4 separate regions of the Mus musculus genome follow, and regions 1, 3 and 4 are each linked to region 2. A link is a contact called in public HiChIP or PLAC-seq data. All regions are on one chromosome and are shown on one strand. Each heading gives the region's core, a stretch centred on a gene start, on an enhancer-like site or on the middle of the called end of the contact. The rest is flanking DNA. Distances are from core to core; before and after follow the strand shown. Region 1 holds the start of I730030J21Rik (RIKEN cDNA I730030J21 gene). Region 2 holds the start of Mettl7a1 (methyltransferase like 7A1). Region 3 overlaps Larp4 (La ribonucleoprotein domain family, member 4). Region 4 holds the start of Smagp (small cell adhesion glycoprotein).

Region 1 (4,991 bases), core at 2,353-4,852, 430 kb after region 2:
AGATGGCACCGCGCGGGGCAAAAAGCGAAGGCATGGGGGATGAGTCTGGCTCAGCCCCTTCATCTCACTGAGGGGGGTGGGGGAGGGGACGGCTGGGAGGGAGTCCCGGAGGAGCACGGGGCTGCCAGGTCCGAGGGCACCATGGGGTCGCGACCCGTTGCTGCTTACCTACCGCGCCGAGGCAAAGCCGCTGCCGCTGCCGCTGCCGCCGAGCTGCTCGTGGGTTTCCCGACGGGGCGACCGGGAGGGCGGGTCCAGGGCGGGTCCTGTCGAGGATGACGCCCCGCCCCGCTCGGGCAGGTGCTGTGACTCCGCTCCCAACCCCGGCATGCGAGGCCGCTCACGTTGGGTGCACGGTCCGAGGCCAGACTGCATCGCGGGCAGCTCCACCCCAGGGCACCGCCACCCCATGTCACCGCCACCCAAGGCCACCCGCATCCCAGGCCATCGCCACTCCAAGCCACCTGCTCCGCAGGGCGAGAGCAGCAAGCCACGGTGTGCAACGTGCTGGCTCGGTGGCGGAGGGGCTGCGGACCTCAGAGCCCGAGGCCAGCAGCTCTCAGGGCGGGCTGGGCGGCAGCGAGCCCCGAGGCTCTGTCCCAGGCGTCTGAGGTTGTGAACAGATAACTTCCCCTCCCATCTAACTGCCAACTGGCAAGTGCCCGGCCTCACCCAGCCAAATCCCAGCCTCAGTACCTAACTCCTGCTATCCAAGGGTAGGGTCAGTGGGAGGTTGCCGAGTGAGGTTCAGAAATGCGGTCCGGACACGCAGAACACCTTCGAGGTGGTTAGAAATGCAGATTTAGGTTTGGCACAATCCTAAAACCTAGCTCCGGAAGGCGGAGGCAGGGAGATCTTGAGTTCCAGGCCAACCTGAGCTACATAGGAGATCGCGTCTCAATAAATACAAATAAATATATAAATAACAAAAATTACTTAAACTCGCGTCTGATTCTGAGTCGTCCTGCCACCTAGACAGTGGCTGCTCATGGGTTCTGAGCCTACCATCCTGACGTAATTTTCTTATCCTAGTTCTGAATTCCTGGTGATTTGGAAACTTTCTTTTCGTGTGGTTTTAAAGAAGGGTTTTATTTACTCATTTATATGCATGTGGCCCTCCTAGCACACAGCCAGAGGTGTAATCCCTCAGAGCTGGTTAGAGGCAGATGCCTGGCTTTACAGGGGTGATGGGACCTGAACCCCGAGCTATACAGCAGTGAGCAGCAATTGCTCTTCACCAACAAACCATCTCTCCAGCCCTCATGTGTGTTTTCTGAGAAAGAGTCTCAAGTGGACAAAGGTAGTCTTGAACTCCCTACATAATATAGTTGAGTTTTGGCTTTTTTAAAAAAAAAAAAAACTACTTTATTAGGTTCTTATACGTCTACCTCCCGACTTTTATTACAAACCCCAACAGTAGGTTGGAGAGAAAGAAGTTAGAGGAGAAAGGGGGTGTATATAGACTACTTCTTGATGATTAGGGGTTCTGGTTCTCTGGGGCAAGATAGATAGGTATAGACACACACACAACACACACACACACACTCATTCCCACAACATAACTGGGTTTTAAAAGAAACCAAAATTCTCCATAGACTCGAGGATGGCCTTGTGCTCCTGATCCTCTGGCCTCGGCGTCTGCAGCTCTGAGATTACAGAAGTGATGTACCATGATCCCCAAGTTCGGATGCTTTCTGGTAGACATTGATCCCAGCATTTCGGAAGCAGGAGGATGCAGGAGGATCTGTGGCTGCAGACAACACAGTGAAAGGAAGCTTGAGATGAATATCGATACTCTGCCTCCAAAAAACAAACAAACACCACGGGGGGGGGGGGGGGAAATGGAATGGATCTTTCTGTTTTGGTTGATGTTAAAATGGCTTTGCAGTTTTGAGTCTCTAAGGCTCAGGGGCCAGGACCCAGCACCCCTGTCGTTGAATTGAGCGCTCAGAGGGGACCAGAGGCATTCTGGGAAGGCCAGGAGATCACAGCGGGGAAGTTTACTGAGCTTGCTTACTTAGGTGAAGGGTGACACTTTACCAGGCTTTGGGATCACCAACATTTCCTGCTGCAGATAATGGGCCGCCGCTGTCTTTGCTTCTCGTCCCTTGGGTGTGAGACTCGGTGGTTTGGCCTTTGCTCCCACCTCCCTTTCACTTAGCTCTTCGACCTTCAGCACTGTGTGATCTTAGTCAGGTCCCAACTTGACCTGAGGGACCTCAGACTGCTCCAGGGTAGGCTCATGACCTCTTACTCTGCCTTGGAGCGTGAAAGAGACTGTTTGGCTTTTCGAGGAGTGCCAGCCGATGTGTGTACCTCAAATTCTGAAGCTGTTATTAATGAGTTCACTTTGGGAATAAGAAGTTGATTAGCGTTCATTAGTTATGGGAAACAAAGGTTTCATTATGACACTTCGTAGATGTATATATAATGCACTTTGATCATTTTCAATCTGTTTCTTTTAGTGATTTGTGTGTGTGTGTTGTACATGCAGGTCAGAGGTCATCTATCTATCTATCTATCTATCTATCTATCTATCTATCTATCTATCTATCTGATTCAGAATCTCTCTAAGTAACCCTAGCTGTCTGAGAATTCATTATGTAAATCAGGCTGGCTTCAAACTCAGAGATCCACCTGCCTCTACCTCTCTAGTGTGGGGATTAAAGGTGTGAGCCACCCCCCCTTTCATTTTTGCATTTCAAGAAAAGGCCTCCTGTAGCTAGCCAAGCTGGTCTCAATCCTCGTGAGTCAGCCTCTCAAGTGCTGGGATTAGACAAATGAACCACCATGCCTGACTATGATTTTAAAGGTGACTTAAGTCTTCATAATGACTAGCTGTCTAATTTGGAGGTGCCTGCTGTAGACTTATCCCTAAAACACTGCGTTCTCTCCTAGCAGGGGTTGGGGAGGGCTCCCTTCCCCACTGCATGGGAAGGTTCTGATGCACCACAGGGCAGAAGGGGACACCCTGACCTCCGCTGGTGGCAGCCCACTTAAAATTTGGCTTTCATTAATTGAACACGGTGACACACACCTCCAATCCAAGCAGCTGAGAGAGGGAGACAGGAGGATCAGGGTTCAAGGTCACTGTTGGCTAAATAAGTTTGAGACCATTGTGGGCTGCATGAGACCCTAACTCAAAAAGGGGGGAGGGGCATCGATGTGTCTCAGCAGGTGAAAGCACTTGTGCAACCTCTGATCCCTGAGTTTAGTCCCCAGAACTTACATGGTAAGAGAATCGATTCCCAAAAGTTGTCCTTGTTCTCCACACAAGCACCCACACTCACTCACACCCACGGTACTAATAAAGAAAAGAAAAGAACATGATTTCTGTTAAATGACAAGTTTATATGTGTACTAAATAAAGGGAAAATCGGGCACCAGGACAAGATGCCTCCCAACCTGCTGTCCGGCTCCTGAAGAAGTCATCCACACATGCTCACAACCATCCTTAGGCACTTCTGAGGTGGCAGGCTCAGATTCTCTCAGCTGCAAGGACTTGAGATGGGCCTTCCTAGAAGCTTTGTAAATTTCATTATCTTCCCGCACAGGCTGCTGTTTGTTGCTCTACCATTTAGGTTCTGGTTTGGAGTGCTCTGCACTTCCGTCTCCTTTTTTCTTTTTTTCAAGGGGCTTCCCCACCATAGCGCAGGAAGTTCAGTGAGGAGCAGATCTGCTGAAGCAGAGAGACAAGGCAGCTTTGTGAGCTGGTGACGTCAGTTCTGCCCCTTATGGCTCCCTTCCTCCCACTCTCAGGCCCTGGAGAGAGACAGCGGCTTCTGAGTGTGGCAGACTCAGGGGAGGGGAGTCTTGCCCTTCACAGAGAGGGCTAGCCTCTTATCCAGAAACACTTGTGGGGGCCAGGCGAGGTGCCTCTGTGGGGAAAAGTACAATCCCAATGAGCTGAGTTTGATCCCCAGATACCACACCAGCATAGGCCAGAAATCACAGAAGTGTGATGATGTAGGTTAGAAGTGCGGACTGGGTTAAGGGCACTGACTGTTCTTCCAGAGGAACGGAGTTCAAATCCCAGCACCCACATGGCAGCTTACAACTGTCTGTAACTCCAAGATCTGACGTGCCCACATAGATGTACATGCAGGCAGAATGCCAGTGCACATAAAATAAAGGGTAAATAAACTTTTAAAAAAGTCAGGAGGTTAAAGGTCGTCTTGACTGCAAAGTAAGTTTGAGGCCAGCCTAACAAAACCAAAAATCTGAAGCCAGTGGCGTATACTGTAATCCCAGTGTCTGGGAGTTGGAAGCAAGAGAGATCCGGAGTCCTTGGCTACATCCAGGCCAGACTCAGGAACATGAGACCCTATCTCCAAACCAAACCAGAACCCAACTCTAAAACAACAGCCAAAACCCAAAACAAAGTGCGGTTTGTTTATTTTTTTAATGCTTTTAGTCTCTGGTAAATAATAAACAACACTACCTTCTAATCCTACAGTGTTGTTGGTGGCTTTCTCCTTCCTTCCTTCCTTCCTTCCTTCCTTCCTTCCTTCCTTCCTTCCTCTTCCTTCCTTCCTTCCTTTAAAGATTGTTTTGTTATGGTTGTTGGTGCTTTGAAATAGGGTTTTTATTTATATACAACTCAAGCTGGCCTAGAGCTGCTCTGTGGTGTCCACCAGAGATGACTGCGCACACACAGTTTAAACCGATACGAAGTCTATTAGCCGGCCCCGGCCAGCAGGACACTGGGTGTTATAACGAGATCCCTGTGTAGCCAAGTCTTTTCTCTTTAAGGATAAAAACCACATTCTGTTGACACATTTCAGTTAGCAAGAACAGTTAGCTAGAAGCAGAACTACAGAAGCCAAAGCAAGGTTAGTACGCTCTGAGACTTTCCCAGAGCCGTGGACTTAGGTGGATTAGGTCTGTTTTAGTTGCAGGTGGTGCTGTCTACGGGCTGAGTTTCACACTCTGGATGGTGCTTCCATCACGGGGTCAACTGTGCTAAGATCTGTGGCCCTGTCACAGGGTTA
Region 2 (4,993 bases), core at 2,021-4,520:
TCCACAGAGACAGCCAGTGTGGGGGTGGAAGGTAAGAGCCGGTCGGGTACTGGGTGACCCTGTGCCTCGCGGAGGAAAATCCTCTGAGCACAGCCAAAGAAGTCAAGAGGCAAAATGTCCCTCATACGCATCTTTGTGCAAAGTTGCTGGAACTTGGAGAAGGGGCGGCACCTGGATGTTTGTGCCAATGCCTCAGCTCCACAGTGTTCTCTAAGAACTCAGAGAGGCGGGGACCATGTCTGCTGAAGAGGAGGAGAAATCTGAAGACATGGCAAAGGCGGACAAGACTCATTACGAAAGAGAAATGAACGCCTACATGGCCGCAAAGAGGAGACCAAAAAGAAGATCAAGGAGCCAACGCACCCAAGCGGCTTCCTTCTGCCCACTTCTTGTTCTGTTCCGAGTCCCGCTCCCAAAGCAAAGATGGTCCTGGCTTGTCCCCTGCTGATGCTGAAGAAACGGGGAGAGGTGGGGGTGGTCACGGCTGAAAGGAGCAAGAGAAAGGGGAGAGGAAGATGAGGAGGAGGATGAAGAGGGTGAGGGAGAAGCCGAGGAAGAGGAGGCCAAGGCTGATGATGAGGTGAGGATGAAGGTGGTTCTAGCACAGTTTTTTTCCTTGTCTATAAAGTATTTAAGTCTCCTATACACAACTAACCCCGTTTAAAGAAAAAATTGCAATGGAAGGCCATGGATTTTTTTTTTTTTTTTTTTTTAACTATACGGCGTCTTTCTTGTGTGTAATTAACTACACTACCAAAAGTGTCTTCAAACAGCCCTGTCCTGGTGGTATTTCAACAGCCACTAACTTCACCTGGTGCAGTTTAGGGGTTGTAAATTGATGTGGAAATTTAAAGCAGTTGTGGTTTTTCTTTTGTTTGTTTTTTGTTTGTTTTTTGTTTTTTTAAGATTTATTTATTTATTATATGTAAGTACACTGTAGCTGTCTTCAGACGTACCAGAAGAGGGTGTCAGATCTCATTACGGATGGTTGTGAGCCACCATGTGGTTGCTGGGATTTGAACTCAGGACCTTCGGAAGAGCAGTCAATGCTGTTAACCGATGAGCCATCTCTCCAGCCCCCAAAGCAGTTGTTTTTGTTTTTTGTTTTTTGGTGTAGTTTTTTGTTTTTGTTTTGTTTTTGTTTTGGTGTAGTTTATCCCCCATCTCCAGTTGTCTGATGCAGCTCATCTGAGAATTAGTGTTGTTCTATTAGCTGAATACCATTCTGTAATGAAAAAAATTTTTTTTAAAACATGCAACTGTTTTGTTAATATTCTGAACGAGTCTAAGTAAATACATTTTTATTAAAAAAAAAAAATGAGGGCTGGTGAGATGGCTCAGTGGTTAAGAGCACTGACTGCTCTTCCAGAGGTCATGAATTCAAATCCCAGCAACCACATGATGGCTCACAACCATGCTTAATGAGAAACAAACAAAACAAAACAACCAAAACAACAACAACAAAAACCCTATGGGCCAGAGTGAGTGGGGCCGGAGCAAAAGTTTGGGGGGGTGGAGGGGGAAAAAATTAAGGTGGAGAAATTAAAACATTCTGCCTCTACACATATATGCATGTACTCCAGTACACCCATGTGTGCACACACACATGTGGAATAGTTGGTGTAATGTTCCTGGTTGGTTGGGTTTTTTTTGACAGGTCTCTCTCTTCTATAGTCCTGAGAGGAGTACTGTGGAACTCACTGTACATGCTAGGCTAACCTTGAACTCATAACATCTGCCTGCCTCTGTCAGTTCTGGGATTAAGCTGTGTGCCACCAGGCCAGGCTGTTGTATTTGTAACACGTGTAGGGTATATAAAATATGAGTAGACTTTAGCATATGTGTAGGGTATATTAAATATGAGTAGACATTAAAACCTTCATACACACCTCTTTTTGGATTAGGGATCAGTGACAGAGTATTTCCCTGGCTTGTGTAAACCCCTCAGTATCACCTATTCTACCTCCAAATACAAGAATTAAAACAGAACCCAGCTCAGCCAGTGCCTACCACTCCTGTTTCAGGATATGAGTTTTTCCCCTCTGCATGCTGCCGACACCTGATATGAATATCAGATGGCTATGCTAGCCTCAGGTCCATCTCCTCTGGAAACCAGCAGTGACTTTCTTGATCTGACTCGCTGAAGATTCTGAATAGTTTCCTAAATCTTCTAGTTATGTCTGTTCCCACTGTCATTCACACATCAAAAGCACTCAAGTCTTATGTAGAATCATAGAATCACGTTGACAGTTCTTAACTCGATTACCACCTGTAAGACCATATGTGAAATATGGAAGCAAACAATTTAAAAAGTAATTTATCTTCTTTGTGAATTTATGACTCAAAAAACAATTCCCGAAATCAGTGCAGCTGGGCATTGTGACAGAGATCTGCCATCTCAGCGCTGCTTGAGAAGTCGCAGAGGGATCAAGAGAATTCAAGGCCGGCTGGGGCTAAGGAGCAAGACCCAGAAAAAAACCCCAACCAAAAAGACTGGAGATTGAAGCTATTTTATAAAGCCCATCAGAAGCCAAACGGGGACTATCCTGAGCACCTCTACTTTAAATGGGCGGAGTTACATAATAACCAAGCATAAGATTGGCAGTTGCGTTTTAAACTGTCAAACAGCTCAAAACAGTGACACAGCAAAGATCCTTCAGATGAATAATTAACTTATGAAAGGCTCAGTTCAGAATGGGAACTGAGAAACTGTTGGGTGAGTCTTGGCAGGGTTTCCTTTCACTTCCTTTACACAAAAACAGGTTTTGGGGCGGTGTGTGGTGGGAAGAGGAGAAGGGAAGAATAAGCCTGCGATGAAAAGGGGTCTCGGCTGCCATCTTCCCTGGTGCGCTGACCTGCTCCTCTTCCTAAAAAAGGCTTGGGTGGGTGATGCGAAAGTACACACTGTGCACTAGCCAACCGCGGCCGGAAACTAGCTGCAGCCTCCAGACCCAAACAAAGCCAGGCAGGACCAGGGTCAGGGTTCAGGCTGCAACCTTCCAAAGGGATGGGGGGTGGGGGGGGAAGGTGGCAGTCTTGGATCACTGAGCCGGCCAACTGCTAGCCGGCCGGTGGGGTTAGGGTGGGGGTGGGATGGACGGTGTGGGAGTCAGGCCGCAATCGGAGCCCTACCCGGCTCTGCTATTTTGGTTCCCCCCCCCCCCCCCCCCCCCCCCCCCCCGCTCAGCCGGCGCCTCCTTCCTCTCTGATTGGCTCTGGAGCGAGGCCAGGAGCCTGCGCTCTCCTTCCCCAGGAGACACTTCTGGGGAAGCAGTAGCCCTTTCTCCTCTACTCGCAAAGATGACGCTTGCCGTCCTGGCCCTGCGGCTGGTGGTCTGTACCCTGGCGCTTCCCATGTTTCTGCTGAACCTTCTAGGCTTGTGGAGCTGGGTATGCAAAAAGTGCTTTCCCTACTTCCTGAAGCGATTCTCCGTGATGTACAATGAGCAGATGGCGAGCCAAAAGCGGGAGCTCTTCAGCAATCTGCAGGAGTTCGCCGGCCCCTCGGGGAAGCTGACTCTGCTGGAGGTGGGCTGCGGCACCGGAGCCAACTTCAAGTTCTATCCCCCCGGGTGCAGGGTCACTTGTATCGACCCCAACCCCAACTTCGAGAAGTTCTTGTTCAAGAGCGTCGCAGAGAACCGGCAGCTGCAGTTCGAGCGCTTCGTGGTGGCAGCCGGGGAGGACATGCACCAGGTGACCGATGGCTCTGTGGACGTGGTGGTCTGCACCCTGGTGCTGTGCTCGGTGAAGAACCAGGAGAAGATTCTGCGTGAGGTGTGCCGAGTGCTGAAGCCGGTGAGTGGCAGGAGTGAGGACTGGCTAGCTGCAGCTAGGAGTGAGGGTGCTCCTATCAGTTTCGGGTGGATTCTAAACCAAAACAAACAAACAAACAAACAACAAAGCAAAACAAAACAAAAATACCAAATGACTCCAGAAGAATTTTGCAAAAGAGAGTAAGGGCTGACAAATCAGAATCTAGAAAGTTCTAAACTGCCAAAGGGGGAAGAGCCTGTGGAGAGTTTAGATGTCAAACTTGGTAAAGAAGCTCCCAGAAACAGCTGAGGGGTCACCCACTCATTCAAACAAACAAAAAAAAACCTTCCAAGTCCCGGCAGGCAATGGGAAGCAGAGGCAGGTGGATCTCTGGAAGCTCGAGGGCTCGGTTGCCAGCGATGCACAGAGACCATGTCTCCAAAATAAAACAAGCAAAATTTACAGGTCACTAAGGATACTGGTTCTGTGTTTTGAAATGGGTCAGGGAAAAAGATGAGCAACTGGGCAGGAACCAGAGTATAAACTAAAGCAGACAATCATGAGACAGACTGTAAGGCCGTGTTTGCTTCGGACAGTCTCAGAGACTCACAGTCTATAGTGCTGGGGGCAGGGAGGGGGTATCTGGTAAGGACCCCCTCATACAGGAAGGGGCTTGGAAGCCTCATTGAGAAACATCAAAACATCAAGTGAATGCACTATCTCTATTAGAGATTCATCTATAGCTACACATATGTAAAACACGTCCACCCAAGGGTGCTCTCTTTCTCTCTCTCTCTCTCTTAAGATTTATTTGTTTTATGTATGTGAGTACACTTGTAGCTGTCCTCAGACACATCAGAAGAGGGCATTGGATAGCATTACAGATGGTTGTGAGCCACCATGTGGTTGCTGGGATTTGAACTCAGAACCTCTGAAAGAGGAGTCAGTGCTCTTAACCATGTCTCCAGCACCCCCTCCCCCACCCCCCCAAGGATGATCATTAAAGAAGCATTTGCAGTACTGCAAACTGGAAAGAGACCATGTGTGGATGGGAGCTTATCACCCTCAGGAACTCTGTAACAATTACAAACATCAAGAGCTGGGTGTGGCAAACCACACATAGAAACCCACTGACAGTCTCAGGATCTCAGAGGGTGAGAAGGATGCGAAGGCAAGCCTGGGCTATACACGGAGATCAAGGCCAGCCTGAATTATATAGGAAAATCTTATCAGAAAT
Region 3 (4,853 bases), core at 343-2,842, 310 kb before region 2:
GTGTGTGTGTGTGTGTGTGTGCGTGTGCGTGCGCGTGCGCGTGCATGCCACTTTCACTTTTGCTGCCTGAGTAGTCCAGAAGGCCTGTGTCCCCAGAACTGGAGTTTCAGAGGATTGTGAACCACTGTGTATTCTGAGAATTGCATCGGGGTCCTCTGAAAACACAATCAGTACTCTTAACTACTGAGCCATCTCTCTACCCCCCAGTTTATTTTTAATATGAATTCTGAGGACTAAGTTCAGGTTCTCATGCTTATATGGTAAGCACATAACCAACAGTTTCCTCACCAACACACACATAAAATTTTAGGTACTGATCTTTGCAAGTGTTTGTCTTTAAAAATATAGGTCCAGGGAGGTTGGAGGGAGCACCACAGACTGTTCTTCTGGCCCAGCCTCATTCCCACATGGTGCCTCACAACCATCCAACTCCCTCTTCTAATCACCACCAACATACTAAAAACTATAAACAAACCAGACCCGCAAGGCTGGCATGTCACTTAGTGGTAGCATTGCCTTGCTTAAGGCCCTGGGTTTTAATCTTTCCACAATAAAATGAGTGTGTTCATGATACATACAACCATGAATATAGTGGTTTGGTTTTTTTTTTTGTTTTTTTTTTTTTTTAAAGATTTATTTATTATTATATGTAAGTACACTGTAGCTGTCCTCAGACACACCAGAAGAGGGAGTCAGATCTCGTTACGGATGGTTGTGAGCCACCATGTGATTGCTGGGATTTGAACTCTGGACCTTCGGAAGAGCAGTCGGGTGCTCTTACCCACTGAGCCATCTCACCAGCCCCAGTGGTTTGTTTTAAGAGACAGATTTTTATGTTGCCCTGGCTGTTCTCCAACTCTCTTGTAAACCAAGGTGGCCCTGAACAAAAGATCCACCTGCTTCTGCCCCCTAAATGTTGGGTTTAAATTCTGCCACTGCCCAGCCATATGCCTGTGGCGTGAGATGGGGGGTGGTCAACGGGCAACTTTGAGAAGTCAGTTTTTACCTTCCACCCTTTTGAGGCCGGATCTCCAGGCAGTTTCAACCACTGCATATATCTAGTCTAGCTGGCCCTTGGGTCAGTTCTCTTGTGTCTGCCTCCCATCTCTCGAAAGGAGTACTGAGATTATAGATACTACTACATCTGTAGTTCCCGGATGTGTGGGTTTCTAGGATCAAACAAAATCCTAGCAAACAGAAACATGATAGTTTTCCACTACCACCAATTCTTGTTTTCTTCTTGCTTCTAAGAAGTGTAGGTTTAGCCAGGTCCTTTTCAGTTAAGGCTTCAATCTGTTTAGTTTAGTTTATGTATATTTTGGTCATTTGCATTTTCTCCTGGGGAAAAAGAGAGAGATGGCTGTCCTATAACTATGGCTTCTGCCTCTTTGGGTGCTGGGATTAAAGGTATACACTAGCAGTTTTTGTTTGTTTTTTATGTATAAGTTTGTGTTTGTTGGTTTTCTCAAACAGGGTCTCTAGCTTAGAGGCATATAATAGGGTCAGGAACATGTTCTCCCACTCCTTTCCTCTACCTCTAGGATTCCTGATTCATGTCTAGTTTCACACTGTTTTACAATGTCTCTATTGCCTCTGGACAGCCTGGTGATGGTTAGAACCCCACTAGAGAAGATAGGACTAACTTTCACTTCTCCTTTCCGTTACCACTTCTTTTTTGTGTTTTTGTCTGTTTGTTTTCTGTTGCCTGGACTGTAATTGTTAAGTCCTTCTTGGTAAGATTATGAGATCTGAGAGCTACTTAAAGGTAATAAACTTGTGTTTTAGCTTTATTACAATGCATAGTGAAATAGGTTTCTGAGCTCCATGTAAACATTGTAATTTACCTTATCAAGTTATTTTCAGCAAGATAGGTGACCATTTTTTAAATGCCCATTATTAAAAGAATATACTGTAATTTTCGTTGCTATAAGATATTTTTCTTTTCTCTTTTTTTTGGTGGGGGCATTGGGGTGTGTGATTTTTTTTCAAGGCAGGGTTTCTCTGTGTAGCCCTAGCTGTCCTGGAACTCATTCTATAGACCAGGCTGGCCTCGAACTCAGAAATCTGCCTGCCTCTGCCTCCCAAGTGCTGGGTTAAAGGCATGCACTACCACTATCTGCCTTCTGTTTTTATTCTGAAGCATAATTTTAGACTGAATTTTGTTTATCAAGACAGAGTTTCTTTGTGTAGTCTTGGATGTCCTGGAACCCGCTCTGTATTCTAGGCTGGCCTCAGACTCACAACTCTGCCTGCCAAATGCTGTGATTAAATGCAACAACCACCCTGTTCCCCTATTCTTTTTTGGGCATCATTTTTTATCCATAAATATTTAATGGTGCAGATAATTACAAGTTTATGTTTTTGATATAAATATATAAAAAGAAATACAATGTTTTTAGTTCCCCTGTACTATAATGCATTTTTTTATTCCCATTAGTGTGTTTACTCTTGTTCAGATACCTGGTATAGCATCGCTAATAAATCAAAGCTTGCTGTCTTTGGTTGCTTGCTTGGTTTCTTTAGATGCCAGCTAAAGTCCTAACAGTGGCTTAGTTGTTGCTGACACAGAATCTATGAAGCCTTGGCTATCCTGGAACTTTCTGTAGACTAGGCTATGCTCAGAATTAAAGAGATCCTCTTGAGATTAAAGCTGGGCCACCACACCTTGTACTGACTGTTTTTAATATTGAGGTAGAAATAGCTTGATCTAAAATTTCAGATTTTTTTCCCCAAGTTTTTCCACATATATTACTCGATGTGGAAATTACTTAATTTTTGGGATAGCATTTGAAATGTAAATGAAGAAAATACCTAATTTAAAAAATTAAAAAAAAAACCATAACATTTATTTTTGTGTGTGTGTCTTTTTTAGTGTGAAGCCTCATTTTAGGTCATCCAGTGGTTCAGAACACTCAACAGAGGGCTCCGTGTCATTGGGGGATGGACCACTGAGCAGATCTAGTTCAAGGATCTTTCTTTCTGAACGGCATAACCCAACAGTAACAGGGCAGCAGGAACAAACTTATCTTCCAAAGGAGGCTCCCATTTTACAGATGGAACAGAATGGGGACTTTGGAAGAGGCAGGTAAGGACATATGTGTGTTTAGTTATTTAATTGCCTGACGTGGTTCTCTTTGAGTTCAAGCCTAGCTTGGTCTACAAACATAGCCAGAACAGAGAAGCATTCCTCAAAGCAAGAAGAAGAAAAAAATTAATCATAACATGCTTATCTTGAGTGTTTAAAACAATCTGGTGATTTTTATGTTTGTTTGTTTTTAATGTGGTTATCTTAAATGAATTCATTGTTTTAATGAGTTAGTAGGATTTGGGAAGGGATAGTTTTAGTTTGCACAGATGTTCTCAAGCATCCTACTGAAGTTATGTACTATCAGGGGTTTTTAGGGTTTATTGGTTTGATTTCGTTTTAACCCATACCTAGCCTGGAATTTGCCATGCAGAAACTATGCTGGCCTCAACCCTCAGAGCCATCTGTCTCTGCCAAGAGTGTTGGGATTAAAGGTCCAGCTCTGCCTTCTGGTTCGAATTTCTTCCAACTTCTCAATTGTAAAAGTGGAATTGTATTTTGTCTACTCTGCCTGGATTAGATGCTAAGATGTTTCTCATGTGGAAAGTGTTACTAATACAAGTATGCCAGACTAATGCTGTGGTGGTTATTCAGGAAGTTTTTGTGGAGTAGCTCAAGATCTCTTCAAAGGAATTTACTTTCCACTTAATATGGAGGAATAGCCCTTATTTTAAAAATTTAGATAATTTAAGTAGAAATCTGTGATGGGACATATTTTTAAAATTTTATGTGTTCTTCCTCATGTGTTAAAAGGCGAACTCTCTTCAGAGGCCGAAGGCGAAGGGATGATGACAGGATCCCAGTAAGTATTTTAATCTTGAAGTATATCTTTGGAATTATTTTTCCTTTTGGTCTGTCTTTCCTTTCTAGTTTTGTTTTCTTCATTAGAATATTCAAAGAATAATTGAGCCTGAGATTGATCTGAGAGTTATTTAAAATAAAACCTTCTTGTGCCTAGTTAAGAGTTTGAGGGTATATTATACATCAAACATTTTACATGGAACATAATCACATTGCTTAAAAGTAAATTTGACCCAGGAGTGATACATGCATTTAATCCCAGTTCCTAGAAGCAAACAAGCAGTTCATGCCAGCCAGGGTTACATAGCGAGACCATCTTTAAAAAGAAGTGGGAGGAGGAAATTACCTTTGAAAGGTTATTAGGATGTTGTTACTGGATCTTTGTGTTGAGGCAGTGTCTCATTGTATTCTGGTTTCCATCTCAATCCCACAGCTTCACCCTTCCCAATACTAGGGTTATAGGTAAGCAATGCCACACCAGCTTCTGTCTGTTACTCGGTGTTAGTGTCAGTAATGCAGTGAGAGCCTCTCTAATGCAGTTGGATGGATCCATCCATAGAAAATGGAGCAGGAGACTCCTCACATCTCGGCATACAGGAAGCTGAGGTGCAGGGCTACAAGTAGAGCTGAGGCCCGGCAAAATGTCTCTGCACTTGCTGCTTTCTGCTGGACCTAGGTTTGGTTCTCAGCACCCACACTTTGCTTACAACTGTTTGTAATTGCATTGCCAAAGGATCTGGTGACTGTTGGCCACCATAGTCACCAAGCACACAGTGTACACAGACATACATAAAACTAAAACAGCCACACAGAGGTTACAAAAGAAGTAGTGGTGGTGCTCAGGAGCCAGAGACCAGTGGACAGAGACAGTTTTCAGGGCCAGCCTGGACTACACACAGCAAGTTCCAGCCAGGCAAGTTTAAAAAAAGAAAAAGAGGTAGAGCTGGCTATACTCTGCAGAGTTCTA
Region 4 (4,649 bases), core at 1,374-3,873, 330 kb after region 2:
CTTGTGCTTGGATGTATGCTCAGACCTAGTGGGCAGGAAACTGTGTGCTGCATCCTACAAGTCCACCCACCCAGGACACTTGTTGAACCAAGAACACACAACTCAGCAACAGTGTAACACTATGATTTAAAAACATGCAAGGAGCCAGTGAGTTGGTCCCCAGGTGAAGGCACCTGCTGCCAAGCCGGACCTGAGTTAGAAACCCAGGTGGTGGAAGAAGAGAACTGACTCCAGAAAGTTGCCCTTTGACCTCCAGCATGTGCAAGCTGAAGAGGGGGGACAACACACAAGTGCACACAGACACACATATGTACAACATGAATAAATAAATGTTTAAGAAACAGACATAGTGCCGAGCAGTGGTGGCGCACGCCTTTAATCCCAGCACTTGGGAGGCAGAGGCAGGATTTCTGAGTTTGAGGCCAGCCTGGTCTACAAAGTGAGTTCCAGGATAGCCAGGGCTATACAGAAAAACCCTGTCTCGAAAAACAAAACAAAACAATCAGAAACGGACATAGTCTCCAACAAGACACTTTTCTCCAGATGTCCAGGTGACCAACAAGCACACAAGAACATGCTTGGACATCACTAGTCACTAGGGAAACAAAGTCACAACGAGACACCATCTCCCACCCACTAAGACACTAGTGCCACACTTGCCCTGAATAACACACACCTGTTAGAGAGGGTGTGGAGAAATCAGAACCTTTGTATGCTGCTGGTGGAGATATAAATAACACAGCTACTAAGAAAAACTCTATCATGGTTCTTTTCAAATATATCAATTGCTATATATTAACAACAACTCCACTTTGGGATATACATCCAGAAGAATTAAAAGTAAAAGCAAATGTCAACCAGAACAGACGGCATGGATGTCCCTTGAAGTATTGTGCTAGATGAAATAACCAGACGGGAAGGGGTAAACACTGAGCCTCACTTCACTCTTCTAGAGACTTTGTTGCAAAGCTCGCCTCCCACTCCAGAGCCTTTACCCACCAGCCTGAAGGGCTGTCCTCCGTTCCTCTTTGCCCACCACTTCTCACCAAGCAGCAGTCTGAATCACGTGCTCCACTAGTTCCAGGAGAAACTGCCTCAGATTTTGCCTTCCCCGGGTTCTCCCTCCCCGAACTTCATATCAGCAAAAAACAGTGTCCCTCAAAGTGAACGTTTGTTCTATACATAAGAAAACAAGTTAGTTCCTCCCACACCCAGGCTGGCACAAGGTGAAACCAATTAATATGTAAATATCCGTCAGCGCGCCAGAACCAGCCTGATTAGGAAAGGAAAGGTGAGACTCAATTCACCACCTGGCTCCTAGAATTTTTAAACACACCCCACATCCCTCTAGCCCAGGCTAGACTTAAATTCACTATTTAGCTGAGGATAACCTTGAGTTTCTGGTACTCCCGCCTCTACGTCCCAAGTTGCAGGGACTGCAGGCACAAGCCATCAAAATGGGTTTCATCTCAAGTTCTCTACCAATTAAGCGACATCACGAGTCCTCCCGGTTATCTTTAGAAGATTCCCTTTCTCCTTTACTTAACTACTGGGGTGAATGTAAAAATGGCTCCTTTGGGCATCAAAGAACTTCCTAAACCCAGGTGACTCGCAGTGCTTGGAATTGGTCCGGTCCAGACTTGAGAATAAAATAGCGCAAAAGGGCACACTGAAGTTGAATTCTGTTTTCTTGGAGCTTTTTCCTGCGTGAGGCCCGACAGCGGGTTGGTAGGGGTAGGGTGGGGTGGAGTGGGGTGGGGATGGGTGAGTCTTCCAGTCTACACTGAGTGAGGCCTCGCGGAATTCCAAGACCTGTTCTGGGGTGGGAATTCTTAAACAGCCCCCCTACTCCATAACTTTCATCACCTACCTTCAGGAGAAGGTGTGGCCGGTAGGTTGTTCATCGTTGCTGAGGGCAGGCTATTTCGTAGGGTCAGATCTGTGGGAAGAAGGACGGACAAGAATGAGGTGGACGGGCTCCTGAGGTCGCAGGGCTTGTAGATCCCAGGAGAGCCTCGGGCGCCAGGTTTTCCCCGAGTCCCTTCCCCTGGATATATCCACTCTCTTCCTTTCGGTTCTAATCAGCTTCCATAAACAAATCCTTCCCCCAAGAGCTGACCCTGGTCGCAGGGTCGGGGAATGGGTGGCGTTGGTGACCCTTTCCCCAGGCCTGGGAAAGTTAAGCAAGGGTCGGCCCGGTTGCGCCCATGAGCGATCCGGGTCCCTTAGCCACCTGCATTACCTGGGCTTCCAGGGCCAGGAGCCCCGCCGAGCCGTCCGCTGGGTGCGCCCCGCTCCCCGGGGATCCCGCGTGCCCCGGGCCCGCGCCCTGGCCGTCGAGTGTCCCTGCAGCCGCGCAGTACCCGTGCGGGTCAGGTCGCAGGCGCGCGGCGGCCGAGTGCGGGCTCCGGGCTTCCGCGCAGCGCGCTCACCTTTCCAGTCCGACGGGCGGGCAGGGCCGGGCGCCGCGCGTCCTTTTGAACTCGCCGGGGTGGGAGCGGCCGAGAGTCGCCGGAGCCGCGCCCGGGACCCCGCGCCGAGCGGCCGCCGAGCCCGGACCGCGGTGGGAGGGACAGGAAGGAGCTCGGGGCCGCCCTCAGCAGGTTCCCCCGGGAGGAAAGGCCACTGTCCGGAGCCGCTCCGCCCCCGTGCCGGGCTCGGCCGGGGTCGGCAGCGCCAGCTGTAGGGCGAGCGAGGGGCGTGTCCCGCGGGAGCTCAGTCACGCGTGGGCCCTCTGGAGTCCGCGACTTCGGGGCGACTTAGCCGAGCACCTCCCGGGGCCACCTGGACCTTCCGCGTGCGACCTTCCCAGGAGGCGGTGGAGCGTGGAGAGGGTAGGAGGTGTGGCTGTGGGCTGTTTAGGATTAAAAGCTCCAGCGTAAGTGCTTGCCAGCTGGGTGGCTGTGGGCACATTCCTGAACACCTCAGTAGTCGGTTTCCTCATCCCTAAAATGGGGACTGAAAGTGGCAATTCCCGTAAGGCCGTTTTACAGCCTTGGTCCTAGCCCGAGGCAAGCGCCTTGATTTAAATATTCATCAGTGCTGTACTTTAGCAGCAGTTGGACTCACGTCAGTGACAGGAAATGCTCCCAAATTAACTAGAGGAACTCGTTGACTAAGAGGCAATAATTCTATATAACAGGCTCTGGAGGTGGTCCCGCTGTGTAAGCTAGCGCAGGTTACTTCTGATTCTTTGGGCAAAGCTGTGTGAACTCAGGGTTAGGGTTATTGCGGAGCTCCAATGAGTTGCCTAGAACCTCACCTAGCACATGATAATGTGCTCAAAAAACACTGGCCAGGTTACCTGGGTAGCTCACTGAGGGTCGGACCTGACCAACCACACTTGGCTTTCATGTCTTTTTTTTTTTTTTTCTTTAAAATATAACCTTTAAAAGTTGCTTTGGGGGGCGGGGGAGGGGGGGAGAGGGGTTAGCTGGAGAAAGGCTCCCAGTAGTTCACAACGTCCTGTGATTCAGTTTCAGGAGATCTTGATGCCCTCTTCTGGCCTCCACCGGCACCGGCAGGCTCACTTAAAACTTTGCTGGGGCTGATGAGAAAGCTTAGTCAGTGAAGATACCTAACTGCCTTGTAAAGCTAACAACTGAGTTTCCCAGAAACCACAAGCTGGCCTCAGGTTAGGACCCACTGCCTCAGCTTTGGTATTGCTGGCACGACAGGTTGGCACATGACACCCAGTCTATACCCAGACGCAGCCTGTCAACACTGTCCAGAGTCTGGGGAGCAGGGACTCAGGATGCGTCTGTGTCAGACCTCCATAAGGAGTCAAGTGAATCGATGATGGACACGGTCTCACATGGACAGCCAGTCTTCTCCAAGAGTGAAACTTAAGCCTCGGAAACTGAAGCAGCCATGCTTTTGTCAACAGACCTCTAGGGACCTCAGGGCAGACAAGAGACAGGTGACATTTATCTTCGCCTGGCTTTATTGGCTTCCTTGTGCTTCTACTGGGGTGGCCGTGTTCTGTGTCCTTGCCTTTTTCCTGGATGATGTCTGGGCCAACTGTTCAGTTCCCGGCTGAGACTGTCCACACTACCCAAGCATGTGGGCCCTTTCCTTCCCCCTTGGATGCTTCCTTGGGATCGCAGTAAAGTACCATGTTCACAGCGTAGTGCATTTTCCACTCTAGCTGTGCCTCTGTTGTAGCAGTTACTGACTTACCCCCCACCCCCATCAGACAGGAAGTCCTACAACTTGGACATGGCCTACTCCCCCAAAGAGTTCCCATTTTATTGGGGGGGGGAGAGACAAAGACAAAGCAAACCCCATAAGCAAAAGGCTTGAACTGGGTTTCTCCAGACTTTTTTTTTAAAGACAGCAGCACCTGTATCACATAGCAAAAGCTGACCTTGAAGTTCTGGTCCTCCCACCTCCGAGGACTGATCTTGGCAGGTAGGTGTCTGCCCACCTGCCTGGTTTATGTAGTGCTGGGGAATCAAATCCAGGCCTCCGAGGATGTTAGACAAGCATGCTACCAACTCAAGTGCCCGTGCAGCCTGAGGGTTTGTCAGATGGTGGACCTGGAGCAGAGGTGCCTCTATTCCCAGCCCGTTCTTACCCTTCCATGACACCCTAGTTAGCCTGGAGTAGTGATCCTGACTGCCACAGGAGGGAGTGCCTGGGGGAGAGCT

The links. HiChIP or PLAC-seq counts read pairs in DNA pulled down with a chosen protein or histone mark.
Region 1: a contact with region 2 is called in an H3K4me3 HiChIP or PLAC-seq map of embryonic midbrain, with 6 times the contacts expected there. The contact joins the promoter of I730030J21Rik here to the promoter of Mettl7a1 in region 2. A contact is called at or near these places in 1 of 115 datasets of contacts at active chromatin or transcription factors (embryonic midbrain) and 1 of 9 other capture datasets (liver).
Region 3: an H3K4me3 HiChIP or PLAC-seq map of the 230-238 cell line shows a contact between it and region 2, with 11 read pairs. The contact joins the enhancer-like site here to the promoter of Mettl7a1 in region 2. A contact is called at or near these places in 4 of 39 promoter capture datasets (the C10 cell line, the HPC-7 cell line, cranial neural crest and 1 more), 4 of 115 datasets of contacts at active chromatin or transcription factors (the 230-238 cell line, bone marrow-derived macrophages, embryonic midbrain and 1 more) and 1 of 9 other capture datasets (liver).
Region 4: a contact with region 2 is called in an H3K27ac HiChIP or PLAC-seq map of embryonic stem cells, with 7 times the contacts expected there. The contact joins the promoter of Smagp here to the promoter of Mettl7a1 in region 2. A contact is called at or near these places in 1 of 39 promoter capture datasets (cranial neural crest) and 3 of 115 datasets of contacts at active chromatin or transcription factors (embryonic stem cells, pancreatic cancer cells and stem cell-derived neural progenitor cells).

What each region holds. Positions count from the first base shown.
Region 1 is chr15:100,729,135-100,734,125 of GRCm38.p6, forward strand. It overlaps I730030J21Rik (RIKEN cDNA I730030J21 gene), which reads right to left and starts at 3,603. Exons shown (of 3, transcript NR_045782.1): 1 at 3,406-3,603; 2 at 3,230-3,304; 3 at 1,371-1,750. It overlaps Galnt6 (polypeptide N-acetylgalactosaminyltransferase 6), which reads right to left and starts at 242. Exons shown (of 12, transcript NM_001161767.1): 1 at 169-242.
Region 2 is chr15:100,301,547-100,306,539 of GRCm38.p6, forward strand. Mettl7a1 (methyltransferase like 7A1) reads left to right here and starts at 3,271. Exons shown (of 2, transcript NM_027334.3): 1 at 3,271-3,798. The coding sequence starts at 3,301.
Region 3 is chr15:99,997,964-100,002,816 of GRCm38.p6, forward strand. Larp4 (La ribonucleoprotein domain family, member 4) reads left to right here. Exons shown (of 16, transcript NM_001024526.2): 11 at 2,873-3,085; 12 at 3,839-3,887. Among named protein-coding and RNA genes, the nearest start is that of 2310068J16Rik, 27 kb to the left of the region's middle. Within about 2 kb of position 1,593, at least 22 of the 459 cell types and tissues checked have an H3K27ac peak or open chromatin away from gene starts, as enhancers often do. A contact at or near this core is called in the 230-238 cell line, where this site is marked.
Region 4 is chr15:100,634,317-100,638,965 of GRCm38.p6, forward strand. It overlaps Smagp (small cell adhesion glycoprotein), which reads right to left and starts at 2,624. Exons shown (of 4, transcript NM_174992.4): 1 at 2,243-2,624; 2 at 1,871-1,939. The coding sequence starts at 1,904.